2 separate regions of the Pan troglodytes genome follow, and region 1 is linked to region 2. A link is a contact called in public Hi-C data. All regions are on one chromosome and are shown on one strand. Each heading gives the region's core, a stretch centred on a gene start, on an enhancer-like site or on the middle of the called end of the contact. The rest is flanking DNA. Distances are from core to core; before and after follow the strand shown.

Evidence for each region. Hi-C and Micro-C count contacts between places; a contact is called where the count stands out from the background.
Region 1: a contact with region 2 is called in a Hi-C map of induced pluripotent stem cells, with 3 times the contacts expected there. The contact joins two enhancer-like sites. A contact is called at or near these places in 3 of 7 Hi-C or Micro-C datasets (blood and induced pluripotent stem cells) and 1 of 1 datasets of contacts at active chromatin or transcription factors (stem cell-derived excitatory neurons).

Annotation. Positions count from the first base shown.
Region 1 is chr1:195,536,210-195,541,251 of NHGRI_mPanTro3-v2.0_pri, reverse strand. It overlaps KIAA0319L (KIAA0319 like), which reads right to left. Exons shown (of 21, transcript XM_024357827.3): 13 at 3,970-4,118; 14 at 2,717-2,868; 15 at 2,226-2,364; 16 at 532-691. Among named protein-coding and RNA genes, the nearest start is that of KIAA0319L, 110 kb to the right of the region's middle. Within about 2 kb of position 3,566, at least 5 of the 24 cell types and tissues checked have an H3K27ac peak or open chromatin away from gene starts, as enhancers often do. A contact at or near this core is called in induced pluripotent stem cells, where this site is marked.
Region 2 is chr1:195,442,444-195,447,279 of NHGRI_mPanTro3-v2.0_pri, reverse strand. All of the region lies in intron 2 of KIAA0319L (KIAA0319 like), which reads right to left. Among named protein-coding and RNA genes, the nearest start is that of KIAA0319L, 13 kb to the right of the region's middle. Within about 2 kb of position 3,134, at least 5 of the 24 cell types and tissues checked have an H3K27ac peak or open chromatin away from gene starts, as enhancers often do. A contact at or near this core is called in induced pluripotent stem cells, where this site is marked.

The DNA of each region.
Region 1 (5,042 bases), core at 2,317-4,816, 94 kb before region 2:
GCTCACTGCAGCCTCAAACCCCTGGGCTCAAGTAATTCTCCTGCCTCAGCTTCCCAAATAGCTTGGACTACAGGCGAACCACACTGCACCTGGCTAATTTTTAAATCTTCTGTAGAGGTGGGGTCTTGTTATGTTGCCCAGGTTGAAGTTTTCTTTATTCTAGAAAAATCTTTGGATTACTCCTACCCCAACTCTCCTAGAAGAATTCATTGTCCTTGCCACAGTGTTCCACAATGCTGCTTGTTGTACCAAACCCACACCGTACTAATGTTCCATATTTACTTATCTCCTCTACTAGACTGTGGTTGTCAAAATAGTTGACCTCCTACACCCTGGAGCCCTGCTGAAGTGTCTAGTACAGCGCATGTCACCTGCACTAGAAGACAGAAGTCTATTGAAGAAAAGGCAACATGAGTGTTTCTGGTCAGAAAGCCCACCTTTCTCTATCTAACCACACTATTTCTCAGCTCATTCAAGAAGCCCGGGGGCCCCTGGTCTTTCCTTTGCTCCCCCCATTCATTGCCCAGCTACCTCTGCTCCGTGTACGGCTGAATCTTTTGCACAATGATGTCGGAATCCAGCACCCCCAGGAGGACCCCAATCTGGCGGATGAACATCCCCTTCAGCCTCTCAGTTAGCTGACTGACGTTGATATCCAAGATGATCTCCACCAGGTTGTTTTTCCTGGGATCTGGAAAGCATGTGGATCAGTCATGGCTTTAGAAGTAGGAGAGTAAACACAGACCTGCCACTGTGCATTTGCTTTGGCACAGGAGAGAAAGGAGTGAGAACATTCAGATATCCTTCAAATGGAAAGGGACAATAGTGAATTCCTGATCGGGCAATCTGGGGCTGGCTTAGAAAGCTTCTAAAGCACTCCTGCTCTCTATACCAACCTGAGAATTCCCACACAAGTGCTGGAGATAAGGCTGAAGCAGTGATGCAATGAGGGGTGGGGAGTAATGACGGGAGTGGGGAAGAGAGAAACACTTAAACATTTGTTTTAAAAGCCTCTGTGCAACTGGCAGTGCTGAGCAATCCAGGCCAAGTGGGGGTTATTAAGCAATCTCTCCTGACTCACATCTGATTTTCAGTGCCTCGCTGTATTTTGTGCACAACAATGGGAGGAAAAGTGTCCATCTCAACAATCTCCTCAATAATGGGAATGCATCCGTCCCTCCAGGTTTAAATACAGTTAACAAAAGAAAATCCAGTCAGCCAAGACACAAGGATTTCCTTAGAGCCACATCACAGCTGCACTATCTTTGTATAACTCTAAAACGGTGAGGCTATCATGTTTTACTTTTGAATATGTCCTAAAGATGTTCTACATTTGGAATTTCAAACTGATTGTTTGGAATGCCTTATTTACATACTTGAATGCACCACTTGCCTGTTCTGATGTATAATTTGCATAATTAGTAGACTATCTGTGATCTGACTTTAAACACCAAAGAGATTTTATAGTGTCTCAGCTACTGTCCTTCCTAGAGGCAGGACAAGGACTGGAAGACCTCCCAAGATCCCTTCCTGTCTAAAACATCCATATATGAGGTTGGCCTAGATAATAAAGAGTAGGTTTAAAGTTAATACCATTTCATCAGAAGCTCAGGAATTTATAAAGCTCTATCCCACCTCCATACTCAGTGCCTCCCTATCACCATATTAACCTCAAAGCAAAATAAAAACATGGTTCTATTTAAGAAGAAAATTTTTATTTCTGCAAAGCTGAAAAATGTAAAGAGCACTATTACTTTACCTTCCCTGGATTATCAGACAAGGCCTGAGGCTCAACTTATAAAAATAAATTGTTTTCTGCATCTGGATGCTGATGAGACATCATGACTCAAGCTATTCCCATGCTCAGATTCCCAAGCACTCTGAGCCCTCTCTCATCAGTCACGAGGAGAGGAGAAAGTGCTGGACTACGAGCACAAAGGCCTGGCTCTGACACAACTGCTGTGTGACACTGAGCAAGTCCTGCCCTCTCTGAGTTTGTTTCTCCATCTGAGATGAATAGGGGGAGGTCTGTATTTCTGCATGGGTAGGAGGTATTGTTGGAACAGACGGTCTCTATGGATTTTTCAGCTTGGGGTTTCTCGATTATTTTTAAAGATGGACATGCCATCTGGCTCTGTCCATGCTCGGGGAAGGGGGTCTCAGGATAGAGGCCTTGATTGGCTGATTCAGCAATTCTACTCAGCCTCATCACTAAATGAACTCACCAGGTTTCACCTCCACAGTGGTCCGGTCTGTGTCACTCTCACCCTTTGCATCGGTCACTTTCAGGTGAAAAGTGTAGGTTCCCTCAACCAGGTTTGAAAGAAAAAGGATAGGGTGATGGTCAGAGTGATTTAACACCTCCTGTAGGGTTGAACAACATGGCTATGTTACAGAACAAAATGCCATTCCTTTCCTGGAGTCAGTTGCTGCTTTCACCATAACTAGGCCCTTCAGGGCTGAACTGTTTCAACCTCGGGCAGTTCCTGATACAGAACAGCATCGCAGCCTACAACTGCTAGGATCAGGGAAGGGAAACCCATTCTGTGCTATACTAGCTTACAGAATGACCCTAAGCAAGTCACTTCACCTCCCTGGATTTCAGAGAACAATCTGGGTTTGATATAAGGGGCCACTTGATTAAAGCATATACTGGAATGCGTGGCTCCTCCTCCTCCCCACTCCTGTGTAGCTCTCCAGCTCCTAGCACACTTACCCCTGCTGCTGGGCTCCCCTCATCTCGAGTCCAGAGGTAGCTGACTATTCCCTTGTCATCTGAGGACTTAGAGCCATCCAGCTCTGCTGTGCTCGTGGGTAGGGTAATCACCACATTCCCAGTTATCTTGGCTATAGGTGGTTTGTTTATTTCTAATCAAAAAGAAATCATTGACATAATGTGACATTCTGGAAAAGAAGAAATGTTTCTTCATGATGCTTATGGGGAAATTAAAACATCAAGAGTACCTTAACTGGAGAACCTTTTTAAGTGCCTGTCCCTGCCACCAACCAACAGTGTAGATGAAAGCTACCAGCGCTGCAGTCCTGAGGTTCCAGTCCTACCCAGAGAAATGTTCTTCTAACACTGTACAACAGAGGGGACGAGTGTGCTTTCCTCTCATATTCTCCCAGTAGCCTTCCCAAATGGAATCCATTTCTCTGCTTTGGAGGTATGTGATGATCAGAAATAACGGCCCAAACTGGCTTAAAACCTTGGAGTTTAGGTTTCACCTAGCTGATCTTGCAAATTCTCCTTCAAAATATCTTAAAATGTTATTCTCTGAATATCTTTTTGGACCCCTTCCTTGGAACTTCACAAGAGAAAACAAAGAGCTACCTCTCTTATTCGGAGCCCCACGTGAAGCTCTGTATATTCAGATGTCTGTGCAGTATTTACTCAGCTTGGTATCTTATGTCTGGAGGTCTGCATATCTGATGGTTTTTCCTGCTATCAACTTAGGGCCCTCTCCCACAGCTCTCACTGGTCACTGTGCCTGTAAAGAGCAAGGCCTCTGGCTGGCCTCAGCTCAAAGGCTCAGGGCAAGCATAGTCAGCTGTAGTGCGGCCGTCATTCTCAAGCCTGACAGCAGGTGTCACTGTAGCTAACAGGAGTCACGGCCCAGGTCTCAGCAATGCAGAGGGGCAAAATAAAAATGCAAAGAATAGAACCCTTAATTCTTTCCCTATTCAACTGAGAAATAAAGTAAGGAGGGAAGGAGGGAGGACTGAAAAGAAAGTAAGGGGATGAGAGGGAAGGGAAGATGTAAGCAGGAGGAGGGAGGGAAGTTAAAATTCACCTTACAGTCCAATTAAAGGCTGTTTTAGAAAAGAAAATAACAGTTGCCCTCACCCCAACCCTCTTACCCACCTCTTGCTATCTCTAATCAATTTCTGCAGGCAAACATGACAGGATAAATTCTTCAGCTATCTGACCCTAAGAGGCTGCTACACAAACTGGAGGCAGAGAGGTACCTTCTTTGACAATGACATTCACAGAGCTCTGGCTTTGCAGGTTCCTCTCATCTTTGACAGTCAAGGTGAACACATAGGTCCCCACTTGCAGCCCAGTCACAGTGGCAACACTGCTGTTAGCATTCTCGAGCTGCACCCCATCAGGTCCCCTGCAAAAAGAGAAACTAGAGGGTAGAGTTGTACCTGTCTGCTGCTGTCCTGTCCCTAACTTAGCAGGAGGAGACAATGACTCCCTCAGCAAAGACACGAACTACTGTTACCCAGACCTTGACAAGACATGTTTAAAAATATTTCAATTGGACAAAGTGTCATCTGGCCTCAAAATACAGGCTGCCTGCTGGTCAGAAAATTCAAATAGCTTTCAAACACCTCTAGCCTTATCCTTTATATGAGCTTCTAGAACACTTGAACGCTTTACCATTCTAGTTTGTAAAAGGAAGAAAGTTCTCTGAGCAAGTCTCTGATCAAAAGAATGATTTAAGAGTGATGTTTCTAAAAAGCATTTCTGGCCCAGTAGTTGGTTTGGCTCTTGCCAGCAAGGAAGCAAAATGCATTTCTTAATCACGTGCCCAAATCCTTCCTGATGAAAGGAAAGGAAATGGGGCAAGACTGCAGAGGAACTCTCAGGACAAAATCATCTTGTTTGTAGCAACTCTATAAGCAAAGTTCCCTCCAGCTCCTGGACAGGGGCCATCAAGCACCTAGGACACCCTACATCCCTTCTTCCCCCTTGTGGCCTCAGAGACTTGCCTGCAGCAGCCAAGGGAGCTCTGTGCCAACATTGAGGCTGCACACAGCCAGAGAGCCCTCTGCTCAAGGATCAAAATGCCCCAGAGCTTTTAACTACAGGAAAGCCAGAGAAATCTGCAGACATCCAGGATTTACTTTGTTTTGCCTTTTAAAGTTACAGCCTCTGATCCTGGTAGCTCCTCCTGAAGCACAGTCTCCTTCAAGAAGCTATGCTAAGCATTATCTCTGCTGTAAACACTAATAAAACTCAGCTAAAAGGTCTATCAGCCATATCTTCAATAAACAATTATAATTAAAAACACCCTGGGCTGGGTAAGATTATG
Region 2 (4,836 bases), core at 1,885-4,384:
ACAGAGGTTTAAGAAGCTAGCAGAGAACTCAACCCTCCTGCCTGCTGGGTCATCTGGCGGTTAGACAAGAATTTAACCATATTAAACTTTTACGTTATTGCTAACAATTGCTGAGTTTTATTTATGTACCTGGGAGTAGGCTAAGCCCTTTGCATGAATATTTTATTTAATACTCACAATCCTGTTAAGAGGTACTGTCACTTCCATTTTATAGATGAAGAACCTGATGGAAAGTATGTTTCAGTAACAGCACCCAGTACATTATAAAACCATGACTGAGACTTGTCTGACACCCAAGTCCATGCTCCACGCCCTTGGCCACTCTGTCTCCTATCTCTTGCTCAGTTGATGAAAAGGCAGGTAGTCAAGACCAATTCTTACAACCTCTCTCTGGAACTTATCCAGTACTATCTGGAGTCAAAAGTGGCTACAGGACCTTAACCACATGGGCTTTTCTTAGGAAAGCTGTTGGAAGAAGGATCAGAAAGAAAGTTCAAAAGGTAGGTCCTCAAATCAAGAGCTATCCATTCTGACCCAAACCCTTCACTACTGTTCATCTGAAAATAGGTGTGCACAGGGAAGAGCTGAGGCTTAAAAAAATTAAAAAGTGTCCAAACACTAACCACACACATAGTTCTTGACTATGTTCCTGCCAGTTTCACACAATGCCTTGAATTGGAAGCTGTTCCAATTACTGAGATTTTAATAAAATCTCCAAAATAAGCCAAAAGGCTATGCTTCGGCCCTGCAATTGTTGTTTGTTTTTATAAACTCCTCTGCTGTTTTATTATTTCCTCCCTTAAGGAATTCCTGAGGAGAATAAATTTAAGATAGTTTTTAAATTGAGTTGGATTTACTGCCCAATTATGCTAATTTTCTCATCCCTCTTCATTTTGTCACACAAATGGGGAAGTAAGTTTATATTTGCACAGGTCTTCTAAAGGGCAAAAAGAACCCACCAAAATTATGGTTTTCCAAGATAGTAGGATTTAAGATGATTATCTTTCATTAAAGTGTTTAAGCAAGACACAGTGATTTAATTTCACTGAGAGAGAGACCAACTTTAGCAAATTCTGATTGGCCTTACTTATGTCAATTAAATCGTGATATAACAAGATACCATAGACTTGCTCAATGCTAGCTGAATTTTAGAATCAAAAACCTTGCATGGTTTGTGTTAACAGCCAGAAAACTCTACCTTCCCCCAAGTGACATGTACTCAAGTCATTATCCTACAGTCTGAGGAGACTGATTTAGGATTAATAATTTATTACCTTCCTGTACTGCAATGTAGTTAAGAATATAGGACAATTTGGCAGGAGAAAGTTCCTGTTGAAGACTCATTGCTGTAAGATATATTCCATTAGTCATCTGCCTCAATTTGGGTGCCCAACAGATACATGAAGAGTAGAGATATAATGCCACCTAAAAAGTCTCCTGAAAATGCTTTTCCCCTGAAGATCAAGACCAATGCATATTCAAAATATACCATTCTCTTAAAGGAAAAAGACACCACTGGCTCTGACTGGTACAACAGAGGCTACAGCCCTCAAAGTAAGGGCAAACGAGTCAAGTGAGGGCAAGGCCTACAGGTACCCTTTTCCTGCCAGGGACACTTACTTGGGTTCAGGAATACAGGCAGGTATGAGAACAACAACAACAAAAAAAGGCAACTAGTGGTAAAGAGACCTCTTGCTAAGGCAGGAGGTGATTTTGTCCCATCTGCAGTCTCTGTAGAGGTTGAGGGTGATAATTAATCTCTCCCACCCAGAGTTTGGGAATAATTAAAATACAAAGCATGTCAGTTAGGTGCAGATGAAGATCAAAATATTATCTTTATAGTAAGTGATAAGGATGACTGGAGAACATGGCTGAGATGTGTAATCACAAATGGCCTTTCTTATACTTTCCTATACTGAATTCAACTTACCTAACTGGACAAAATGCAGGCTGACCTGGCATGGGCAGACCGGCTACAGCATGGAAGTGGGACAAGACATAAAAATTCTGAAGACTGGGCCGGGCGTGGTGGCTCGTGCTTGTAATCCTAGCACTTTGTGGGGCCAAGGCGGGCAGATTGCCTGAGCTCAGGAGTTCGAGACCAGCCTGGGCAACACAGTGAAACCCCATCTCTACTAAAAATACAAAAAATTAGGCGAGCATGGCAGCATGCACCTGTAGTCCCAGCTACTCGGGAGGCTGAGGCAGGAGAATCGCTTGAACCCGGGAGGTGGAAGTTACAGTGAGCCAAGATTGTGCCACTGCACTCCAGCCTAGGTGACAGACTGAGACTCAATCTCAAAAAAAAAAAAAAAAAAAAAAAAAAAAATCCTCAAGACTGGCCACTCCATACAATAGGATTCTTTTCTAATCTCATCAATCAGAAAAATCACTCTGCCACTCATGGAGTGAGTCGGAGGAAAGGCAGAGGATATAGCAAAAATTACTCCCCAAAACTTGTTCCCTCTTGGGGAGTGAAGTGCCCACTTAACAGGCTGAGGCTGAAAAACAGAGCAGGAAAGAATGTTCCCTAACATGTATATTCCAAGGTACATTATCTTTAATCCAACAAACCTTTATTGCTACCTACTACAGCAGGTATAGTGCTAGATGCTAGAGATGTAACTATGAGTAAAATCGTTTCATGGAGTAGACAGACACATAAACAACTAATTAAAGTAGACTTCTGCTCGAAGCCATAATGGAGTAGCTGATATCAGACTCACCGTCCTGCCGTAAACAACTACAAAACTGGACAGAAGATACAATCCAACTGTTTTTAGTCAGGAGATAACAGGCAGGGCAAGGTTGCAATCCTGAGAAGGGAAACCTGAAGTGAGCCCCATAACTGCCCAGCTGTATGTTAAGGGACAATTTCCCAACCATGACATAGGAAGCCGGAACCCAAACAGAACACATGGGTCTCACTGAGCCCAGGAAGCGGAGATGTGAGTTTGGCTAGAAGGTGAGGGGTAAGAATTTGAGAGGAAGGAGCTGTGAAGAAAGGGGGCCCCAGAAGTCCAGTGGGAGGGTCCCCTGCCAGTCCGTGGCTAGACTACAAAGGCATGCGGCAAGACCACATGATGTTTATTAACTAGATGGTAGATGCTACAGGGCTGAGAGGGAGACTCACTAGAGGTCAAGCAGTGCCCTCTAGGGGGGCAAGAGGAGCATGCTGGAACTCTGGCCCTGCCAGAGTGAAGAGTGAAGCAATCACATTAATGCCATACACCAGCAGAGACACCAGAAAGGCCTCACCTTAGGAGTAAGGACCACACTCTAGAGCAAAACCTACTCTGAACCTCTCCTCACAAAGCCTAAGGCCACACAGAGTATAACATGGTATAATCATAGAGAGATGCATAGATATTATGAGAACATTAGAGAAGTCCACACCAGGGGTCTCAGGGAAAGCATGAGAAAGGAGCTTATGTTTATCTGAATTGGAATACATCAGGCAGAATGGTAATGCCATATGCAGAGAAATGGAGCCCTCTACACAGAAATGTGAGATGAACTGTGACATGCATGTGAAGGACAGAAAAGAATAGAGAATGACTCAGGCAGCCAGGTGCGGTGGCTCACACCTGTAACCCCAGCACTTTGGGAGGGTGAGGCAGGTGTTTGAGACCAGCCTGGCCAACATGGTGAAACCCTGTCTATAGTAAAAATACAAAAATTAGCCGGGCGTGGTGGCAGGTGCCTGTAATCCCAGCTACTCAGGAGGCTGAGGCAGGAGAATCGCTTGAACCTGAGAGGCAGAGGTTGCAGTGAGCCAAGATTGTGCCACTGCACTCCAGCCTGGGTGACAGAGCAAGACTGTGCCTTGAAAAAAAAGAAAAATGACTCAGGGATTTCTACCTCAGAATATGGCTAGAGGTGGTCTTTTCATGGTTATAGGGAATAAAGGAAAAGAAAGGGGGTAAAAGATCACAGGTTCAGTTTTGCTATACTAAGTTAGAGGTAGCCGTGAGACATCTTGGCTGGAGATGTGCAGCGTACAGATGGCTAAGTGGTCTGGAGCTCAGGAATAGCTATAAATTTGGAAGTAGTGAGCACATAGGTGACAAGTGAGGAAATGAATGAGACTGCCCAGGGAGACCACAAGTGGGACAAAAAAGGGTGAAACAGAACCCTGACAAACAAAAGATGTAAGGGAGAGAAGGGAGTGGGGGAAAAATAATTAGAAAGTGCTGTGCATTGGCTAAGAGGAGGACAAAACAAAGCATGGTGTAACTTAAGGCAAGTGAGGAAACGGTCTCAAGAAGGTAATCAAAGGTGTCAAATGCAGCAGAGATGTTAAGGAAGGTAAGAAATAAAAGCGTCCAACTAGGAAGATCAGTAGTTACCCTGGCAAAAGCCAAGGTTTGGGCAGAAGCCAGACCTTACTGAACTCAGAAGAGGACGAAGGTGGGAGAATGGAAATAGCAAATGTGGTCTACTCTTTCAGAAAGCTTCACTGACTGCAAAGATCAAGTCAGGGAACTGGACAGCAATCTTTCATGAAGAACAGTGCCTGCCTCAATAAATATTTATTGACTGAGTAAGTAATTTTAAAAATGAACAAAAGAATGAAGAAATCTATACCCATCCAGTTGTTTCTCTAGTCCTTGTCTCCAACTGTGTCAGTTTGTCCATCTATAAACTGAATACGTATTAGGCCCAAGCCAAGTTCCATTTCCTCCATGAAGCTTTCCTTGATTTTTCTAACCTTCAACAACCTTCTCTACTATAATAGAAAAGATGAATAATAACAAGTGTTGGCAAGGATGTAGAGAAACTGGAACCCCCATACTTTACTGGTGGAAATGTAAAATGGTGCAGCTGCCGTAGAAA